2 separate regions of the Oryctolagus cuniculus genome follow, and region 1 is linked to region 2. Evidence: chromatin contacts called from public Micro-C data. All regions are on one chromosome and are shown on one strand. Each heading gives the region's core, a stretch centred on a gene start, on an enhancer-like site or on the middle of the called end of the contact. The rest is flanking DNA. Distances are from core to core; before and after follow the strand shown. Region 1 has its middle 57 kb from the start of DLG1. Region 2 holds the start of DLG1 (discs large MAGUK scaffold protein 1).

Region 1 (4,686 bases), core at 832-3,331, 58 kb before region 2:
GCCACCCGCACGGGAACCTCTGTGGTCAGATCCTCCTGGCCTTTACCACCAGGCTTCCTCCTTAGCACCTGGCTTTTTTTGAGAAAAAAATATGGATTTTCCATTAAACGTTCTTATTAAAAAGATTTATTTATTTGAAAGGCACAATTAGAGAGATAGAGGAAGACACAGAGAGAAAGAAAGAGAGGTCTTCCACCTTCTGGTTCACTCCCCAAATGGCTGCAACAGCCCATGCTGGGCCAGGCTGAAGCCGGGAGCCAGGAACTCCAGCCAGGTCTCCCACTTGCATGGAGCGCAGGGGCCCAAGCACTTGGGCCATCTTCTGCTGTTTTCCCAGGCAGATCAACGGGAAGCTGGATTGGAAGCAGAGCCGCTGGGACTCCAACAGGCGCCCATATGGGATGCTGGCGTCACAGGCAGCGGCTTAACCCACTACCCCACAGCACCGGCCCCAGCACCCAGCTTTTGAGCCCAGGGTCACTTTGGAGACTCTGGAAAATTCAATTTGATGGTGAAGCCTCAGCCACATCCCGTATGCGCTCCCCTCCCCGAAGCGCTGACCCCTGCTCGGGTGAACGGGAAACCCCGGAGTTGCAAGATTTATAGCAGATCGAAATACTGCTGGAACGCTTTCAACAGCATTATCTCCGCTCTACGTTTCGTGCCAAGAGTCAGCATTTTAGACACAAGCCTTGGAATGTGCAAGCGGCTTTCTGGTTCTCCCCTGATGGTTCTGTCAGCGTTGGGAGAGGCAGGCGGGGTGGGGGGGCACTTTATTTCCACCTCCTGCGTGTATAATGAGACAGAGGAGAGAAGCCCCTCTGAAGGGGGCTCACAGAGGCCAGGAGGCGGCGAGGCAGGAGTGGCTCTCGGGTTTCTGTTATGCGCTCAGCGTGTTGGTTCTTAAACCTCTGGGCGGCTCTGCTGTGCTTTATGGAGAACACTGAAGACTTAAAGTCTTTGACCCAGCTATGAAAAGTGAAAATCGTATAACCTGACCCTTCCTAAACCCGGTGTCCTATCAGGATAGACCTCGTGGGTGTGGCCTCACCTGACTCCTCCCCCGTCCCACCACAGCCTGTTCTCTGTCCCTCTGCACACATTCCTGCTGCTGGCTGCTGCAAGTTCACTTTTCCCTCTCTCACTTCCCCCCTTACCCCGCCTGACTCCCCTATCCTGTCCATGGCCAGGCAGGGCTTCGTGCCAGCCCACAGGGCCTGCTTCTGTGGCCGTGCACTTACCACTGAGCCCTCCCGGCTTCCAGGAGCCGGGCCTGCCCTCCACCGGAGAGGGAGTGCCTGCAGCGAGTTGGCAGCCCAGCTGGGCCTCTGCCGGCCGGCCCGGACAGTCCCCATCCACTTCACCTACACCCCTCTCCCTCCCTCACGCCCCCAGTCATTAGATCAGCATCTGCCCCACACTGGCCGGCCATCAGAATCCCGCTGTGTCTCCCTCCCTACCCTCATCCCAGATGCAGAGCGGTTCCACTGAACGCCCTTTGGCCTTGATGTTCGGCCACATCTGTGAGGCAGAGAAGCCTGGCGGCTGTGGTAGTGACAGTGGCATTCCGGAAGACGGAGGCCGTGGGGCGTGGGCACCTGGTCTCCAGGCTGTGACCCTCCGGGTTCTAGGAGGGAGAGCCGAGTAGCTGCCAAGCCTCCCCCGCAGGCCCCTGTGCCCACACACTCTGTGAATCACAGCTACTGTACACTGTGCTGAGTCACCACCAGGGATCTGCAGACATCTAGGCCTATTTTTAAAAGCTTTGCCCGCGTACCCAGGCTCTTACAAATGCCTGATAATTACTGCCAAAAATAGGAGTTGGTTTAGGGGCTCCAGCGCTACATAGGCAGCTCCTTTGATGGGGCGGGGAGAAGGGGTCAGCCCCGTCCATGCCGTCCAGACCTTGCCACAGAGAGAGCCTGGATTTCGGCAGCTAGGGCACCCCAGGCCGCCATGGCGTGGGTGTCGTGGACCACGCGTTGGCTTTTTGAGGGGAGAAAGCGAAACTGCTGGAGAAGCCCTCTGTGCCAGCTCTGAAGAACAGAGATTGTGTCTTTGTGCCAGCTACGCTCTGAGTCACTTAATGCCATCCCCATTCACAGGAAGAGACAAGTCTGGTGCATGGGCCTAACTGGCTTCTATTTCCAACTTCTTGGCAATCCAAGAACTTAAGGCTTCTATAATTAACAAGCCCCTCGGAACGCTCCCTCTTCTGGTGGAGTCTGACCTCTTCCTAACCTTTTATTCAGTGGGTGCACGTTTAGCAAGCAGCAGCTCACAGCCTCAGAGCCACCATGGGCCCCGGAGGTTACAGACTTGTCCAGGGCACGGGGCTGAATACCAAGCACCTGGGCCTGGGTGACTCCTGCAGAGGTGAGGACGTGAGACAAAGCCTCTGCTTAGCAGAGGAGGCAGGCATGGCCTCAGAGAGCAGAGACCCAACAGACATCAGGCATAATTTGATCCACACAGGTTGAAGTGGAGCATGATGGGAGAGCACGGACACAAGACCACTTCTGCACAAGGAAGAGAATTAGAATCGACCTTCCCACGCTGGGGTGGGTGAGGAGACCCAGGGATAGGAGAAAGGGCTGGGCAGACAGAAGAAACAGGTTGAGAGAAGACATGGAGGTAGGATGGCCATGGGTCAGCTTGGCTGATGTATCAAATGTCGAAACGGAGGGAGGGGAGGCAGAAAGGGGAGTGGGCTGGGGGACCAGAAGCTGGAGGGTCTGGGCTGCTAAGGTAAGGAGGTGGAACCTCCCCATCATCGTCATCATCGGAAGACACCACGGGGCAACGTGCCAGGCATTTTGCCGAGCGAGATCACTCACCTGGTGCACTGTGCACCGTCCAGTTGCTGGGAGCTTGGAATCACAGCCACGAACGAAATCAGGACAGATATTGAAGGCAGACATTAAACATCTGCAGAAATAAAAACAATTTAACACGGAAGTATTTAAGTGCAAGCAAGGGAGTAAGTGCATTTAATGGACTGGTGAGGGAAAAAGGCAGCAGGGAGTTTGTTGCTGGAACATCTCCCGCTGTCCTCAGCCTCCCCTGTACTCTGCAGCCCTGGGGAAAGCAGGAGAAGCTGAGACATCAGTCTTCATATTAGACACCGGCTCGGTGTGGCTTTGTCTTCCAGTTGGCTGATTTCTGAGATGAAGCAGTTCTCGGAGCCTCCCATTCAAGTTCATGAATTGATCCAGTTCTCCTCTAGGTCCAGTCGTGAGCTCGTAGCTCACAGAGGGTACATTTTGCAGGGGGCAGGAGTTTCAAGGAAAGGGGCACGGAGCACAGTTGTGCAGGTTATCCACTGCACAAGAGGGAGAGAATGGGAGCTAAAATCCAGAACTCCTCCACTTATCAAGTCAAAATGAGCTGTGGCCACACTGTGGGGTGGGAGTGGGGGATTTTCTAATCCTCCAGACAAAGGTACGTTATGTGTTTGTGGCTCTGACAAGGACGTGGCCAAAAGCTTCCTAGATAATGCCTTCCAGCCTTCCCTTCCCCCATCCTGACGCTCTGGGCCAGAGCCAGCATGCAGGTGCCTGCCAGCCACCCAGCCCTCCACGCTGGACCCCTGGCTCACAGATGCTCCTCTGGGCCCGAGATCTGAGAAAGGGCTGGAGAAAATTGGTGCCAAAATACACAGGAGGAATTCACACACTGGGTTGAGCCCAGTTCCTAAGCCATGGAACACGCTCTGACCCTCCCAGCTAGCTGTGTCCCACACAGCACTCTAAACTTTAAAAAAAATTTTTTAATTAATTTACTTGAAAGGCAGAGTTGCAGAGAAAGAGAGAGAGATCTTTCATCTGCTCGTTCACTCACCAGATGTCCACAATAGCTCAGACTAGGCCAGGCTGAAACCAGGAGCCAGGACCTTCATCCAGGTCTCCCACATGGGTGCAGTGGCCCAAGCACTTGGGCCGTCGTCCACTGCTTTCCCAGGTGCATTAGCTGGGTCAGAAGTGGAGCAGCCAGGACTTGCTCGTATGTGGGATGCTGGTGTTGCAGGCAGCAGCTGAACTGGCTTCACCACAGTGCTAACCCCAGCCTCAACACTTTAATGCAGCATAGGAGCTGGCAGAGCCTTGGGCTGATGAGGACCCACTTCCACAATGGCTCACATGCCTGGCTGTTGGCTCGAGGCCTCAGTGCCTACGCACACACCTCCCCACGGGGCTGCTCACCCCACACAGCTGTCTTTCCTATGAACAAGTGATCCAAAGAAGACAGGGACCCAACAGCAAGCCTTCATGGTGCTTTGTGACCTAGGCTTCCAGGTGACTTCCATCCCATTGCTGGCTTTTATGCGTCATACCAGCCGATCCTGATTCGATTACAGAAGGGGATTAAATAAGGGAATATATGTCCGCAGACAGATTATTGGAGACCATCCTGGAGACCAGCTATGTCAATACTTGGTAGAAACCCCCTCTACGCATCCTCACAAAACCAGCAAGTGGAAGGGCTGAGGAGAGAGGTTGTACAATGGGCACCAAAGCACAGCTAGGGAGCTGGAGGAGTCCCAGTGCTCCACGGCACTGAAGGTGATGACAACTTACAGGCTCGAAACACAAAGATATGCTAAATAAGGAGAGAGAAATACTAATTACCTGGATCTGATCATTATATATTGCATAGTTGTATCAAATTATCACACTACGTCCCATA
Region 2 (4,645 bases), core at 225-2,724:
AGAGAGATGGGTCGGAAGTAGAGCAGCTGGGACTTGAAGTGGCTCCCATATGGGATGCTGGCATTGCAGGCTGGGGCTTTAACCTGTCGTGCCATGGCACTGGCCCTCATTATAGGATCTTTTTGTTTATTTATTTATTTTAAAAGTTTTATTTATTTATTTGAAAGGCAGAGTTACAGAGAGGCAGAGGCAGAGAGAGAGTCTTCTATCCGCTGGTCCACTCCCCAGATGGCTGCAATGGCCAGAGCTGTGCCGATCTGAAGCCAGGAGCCAGGAGCTTCTTCTGGGTCTCCCATACGGGCGCAGAGGCCCAAGCACGTGAGCCATCTTCTCCTCACCCAGGCCATAGCAGAGAGCTGGATCAGAGGTGGAGCAGCTGGGAGTTGAACTGGTGCCCATATGGGATGCCGGCACTGCAGATTTTAGCTTTATCCACTATGCCACAGTGCCGGCCCCATGCTAAGTTTTAAGCTACTCAACTTTGGGGAATCTGTTCTGTGGCAACCAATAACTCAGACAGATAGAAAGGAGAGTAAAGAGTAATGATGCTTCCCACGTGGCCAGAACCTTTCCTGGCCCTAAGTTCGGGCTAGTGTGAGGTCCAGTCCTGCTTTTGGGCACTCCTGACAACTGAACAGGGTAGTCACAGTAGATGACTTGATAAATAACATGCCCTATTTTTCTCCTCATCCTCACACAATTTGTTTTTGACCCCTTTTCTGGCTTCTGGGAAAGTTGTACTGGCTTTTGTTTATCAGCCATGAGATTGTGGATCCTTGAGAACAGATCCTGTGTCTCATTTCTTTCTCTCCCCATTGCCTAGCAAGCGCACACGTGAGAGTATTTTGAAAGATTTGTGAAGAGAGAGCATTTGGTGTAGTGGTTAAGACCCACTTGGAACAGCCCCATCCCATATCAGAGTGCATGGGTTCAAGTCTTGGCTCTGCTCCTGACTCCAGCGTCCTGCTAATGCACACCCGGGTGGGCAGCAGGTGATGGTTCATGTATTTGAGTCCCTGACAACCACATGGGAGACTTAGATTGAGTTCACTGCTCCCTGCTTCAGCCTGGCTTAACCCCAGCTGGTGTTGGCATTTGGGGAGTGAACCAGCAGATGAGAGATCTCTCTCTACTCCTCCCTACCTCTCGTCTTTTAAACAAATAAAATAAATAAAAATTAGTTTTTAAGAAAATCAGAAGATTTGTGAAAAACAGAAGTAAAAGATAAGCTTATTTGGCGTAAACAATTTTGAAATCCATGCAAACAAGGGTCTTCAAAAAGTTCATGGCAAATGGGTATTATGAAAATGTGCAAGTATCATTTTTGGCATTACAATGTTTTAATTCTATTTTCCATTAATATTTTGGAAGCACCTTTATATGTGAATCATGAGTAGTATCAAGGGTTACAGCAAACTTTCCTTCCTCTTCTCTCATATTTCAACACGACGCTGTCAAGTTCTCCAAAAGCCTGGTGGAAAGAGCCCTGGCCTGCAGAGGGAAGCCCCGAGTTGTTGGTCTGCTCTGTCACCGAAGAGCCTGCGTGTCCTCGGGCAACTTGCTTCCCCTTTGTGGAGCTCAGTCTCTTCATCAAGACCGAGAGAGTGGGTCTGGATGATCTCTAGTGTGTTCGGCGTCTCCCCAGTTAGGATTCCAAGGTGCATCAGAAAGTGAAACCCAGGGGTCAGCAGCGCGGAGCCGCAGCTGCGGTTACGGTACGAGGCTCCCGGGACTCCCCGTTATTAGCCAATGGCCACAGTGTGAGGGGAAGGCAGTCGGGTTCACCGGGAAGAGTGTTCCGGTCAAAGGACAGAAATCTCCCGGTTTCCAGCTCTGTCACTAACTCTGGTCAAGTTTTCCTTCGGGACCTCAGCGCAGGGAGGTCCCGCTTCCCCAGAAGAAGCGGAAGACCTGGCAGTGACCTGGGGAGCGCTCAGTACCTCCCCTTCTGCCGCCCGCAGGGCTCCAGCGGGCCGGCGGTTCCGCTCCGAGGTGCGCGAGAAAGTTGAAGGGCGCCGGGCCGGCGGAGGTGAGGTCTTAAAGGGGCCTCCAGAGCCTGAGCCACGCCTGAGGTGCTGGCTGGGCGGGGACGGCAGGCTTGGGGGGATGAATGCAGGAATGAGCCAGTGAACGAGGAACCTTCTCTCGTCACCCTTCAGTGCGCTCAGACTTGGGACCCAGACCTCAACTTAAATATCCTCTATTGAAAGCCTCAAACTCGTGCCACATTTCCCGGTCTCCCTACTGCGCATGCCCTTCTTTAATGAAAAAGTCTCAAACCTTTAAAGTGGGGCGCATAATAACTTCTAGACAATCAGTAGGACGGGGAAGGTGGCCTGGAGAGGGCACCCCCGCCCCTCCCCACCCCTCCTTTCTCCTCTCCCAAGCGCCGGCTACCCCGCCCCCTAACGTGGGTGGCGCCGTGGGCTCCTCCCCGAGTGGGGTTTGCGCAGTTGAGGAGGCACCCCGGCGGCGCCAGGCGCCCTGTCCGGTCGTGGAGTTGGGTGGAGCACGTGTTTGGTCAGGTTAAGGGGTGTTTCGGCATGTGCGTTTGGGACCCAGTGTAGATGGGGTCGCGTCCGTCTTCAGAGACCCCGAGCCTTTCCAGTCCCGCACGCTGCACCTCCAGAACCGCGGGGCACACGGTGGGGTGCAGCGAGGTAAAGGGGCAACCCCGGACCACCTGTAGAGTCCGTGTGTCAACTCCTTTGTCCTCCGAGCCTCTTGGGCGGCCGCCCCTTTAAGCGAGGAGGTTCACTCGGGATGCTCCCCGGGCCCCCCTTCGCGTTCCCCAGCCTCCTCCCGGTCCTCCTCCCCTTCTCAACCCTAAGGTAGCAGTGCTGAGAGCCCGGGGCTGGGCGCGAGCCGCCTCCTCACTTCCCATTGGCTGCGAGCGCCGGGAAAGCGGTCACGTGGCAGCGCGGCAGTCCAGCTCCGAGGCCGCCATCTTGGCGGAAAGTTTGGGGGGAGAGCGACCGGGGGCGCGGAAGGAGGCGAGGTTCCGGGGGTGGGGCGGCCAGCAAGCGAGAGGGCGAGCGGGTTAGCTGGCCGCGGCGTGTGAGGAGGCGGCGGCTGCGGCGGCCGAGGAGGAGGACGAGGCAGCGGGGGTGCGGCCGCCGAGGGGAGCTCCTCCCCCGTCCCCTCACCCCCTCAGCTCAGCTCCTCGAGCCCCGGGCGGGGCGGGGGTACGTGGAGCCGGGCTGGGCGGGGGAGCTGCTGCGACTCGGCCCGGAGCGCACCCCAGCTCCGAGTGCACGCCGCTCGCGGGAACTTTGTGGCAGCGCCGCAGGTGTGGGGGCCCGCGGAGGTGTGCATGTGGGGCGCGAGGGCGTCGCGGAGAGCGGCCGCTGCCCTGTCCGGACCCCGCCGGAGTAGCCCGGAGGAAACAAGCAAGGAGAAAGGCAAGCGAGAGGAGGGGGCTCGGGCAGGGCTGGGTCCCTTTTCCGAGCGCTCGGTGCCGCTGGCGCCCTAGGGGCCCAGGGTCGGAGCGCCCCTATACCCACCGCCCCCGGGGGCAGGTGGGGAGGCGGCCCCTCGGCCTGGCAGGTAGTGTGCTCTGTAAGGTGGGGGGAAGCTTTTGTAGAGAACTGGGAAGCCGACTTGATTGTCTGGTCTTCATTGGCGGGGGGATCCACCCCGAGGAGAACGCTTTCTACCTGGGCTGACACTGCTGGGTTTTGAGGCTGTTCCTTTCACTTGGGAAAACTTTGGAAGGGGGGCTTTGGATAATAGGGCTTTTTTTTTTTTTTCGGTTGGAGATTTAACGAGGAAATGCTAGTTTCTGCTCGATTCTATTTTTCAGTTTTGTTTTGTTTCCTCTCTTTCCGTTCTGTGTTTGCAAAGGTGTGTGCGGGCTTCCTGATTCTGGAGAAAAATGCCGGTCCGGAAGCAAGGTGAGGATTTATTTCAGAACACTCTTGTGGATGTCAGTTTTGTGATTGCTGTGTTGAAAATCTTTGTGTAACTTTGACGAGACACTGTGGAGCTAGTGTCATTGCTTGGGGAATCTAAGCCTCACATCATTTCAAAGATTGACACCTGTTCAACTCTTCTTCCTCTAGTAAATTCCAGAGGCAGTTAGTCCCGCCCCCCCCCCCGCCCCTTTAAAAAAAGCTCTGAATTGGTTTTCAGTATTTCACTTTATCACTCTTAGTAAACACTATTGGGTGAGCAGCTGTGGGATGCTAAGAGTAGTATTTTGAAACGCTTAAAATTTGAAGTATAATGACAACTTGTAGATAATCTGCTTTTGCTTATCAGGTAATCTGAAACGGTGCTGCTAATACTTGCATCAGACACTCTCACTGTGACAGACTAACAGTACATATCTGTTATACACTGCTTCCTTCCTTCCTTTTGCTACTGGGATGCATGTTCCAACAGTTTTCTGATCATTTTGGAGAACAGGTGTACATGAGCATTTTGCCGTTGATTGACCTAGAGAAATTGCAGAACTGCTCAGATGCCTTGCGGAATCATGTGCACTAGCATGCAAAGTTTGTAAATATGTATACACTTTTAATCAGTCTCTTCTTTTCTCAGATACCCAGAGAGCCTTGCACCTTTTGGAAGAATATCGTTTGAAACTAAGCCAAACTGAAGACAGACATCTCAGAAGTTCCATAGAACGGGTTATTAACATATT

Evidence for each region. Hi-C and Micro-C count contacts between places; a contact is called where the count stands out from the background.
Region 1: a contact with region 2 is called in a Micro-C map of ear pinna, with 3 times the contacts expected there. The contact joins the enhancer-like site here to the promoter of DLG1 in region 2. A contact is called at or near these places in 3 of 6 Hi-C or Micro-C datasets (ear pinna, embryonic fibroblasts and skin fibroblasts).

The regions. Positions count from the first base shown.
Region 1 is chr4:83,817,451-83,822,136 of mOryCun1.1, reverse strand. No RefSeq gene overlaps it. Among named protein-coding and RNA genes, the nearest start is that of DLG1, 57 kb to the right of the region's middle. Within about 2 kb of position 2,081, at least 4 of the 8 cell types and tissues checked have an H3K27ac peak or open chromatin away from gene starts, as enhancers often do. A contact at or near this core is called in ear pinna, where this site is marked.
Region 2 is chr4:83,759,195-83,763,839 of mOryCun1.1, reverse strand. DLG1 (discs large MAGUK scaffold protein 1) reads left to right here and starts at 1,474. Exons shown (of 26, transcript XM_070072340.1): 1 at 1,474-2,029; 2 at 3,844-3,893; 3 at 4,543-4,645. The coding sequence starts at 3,875.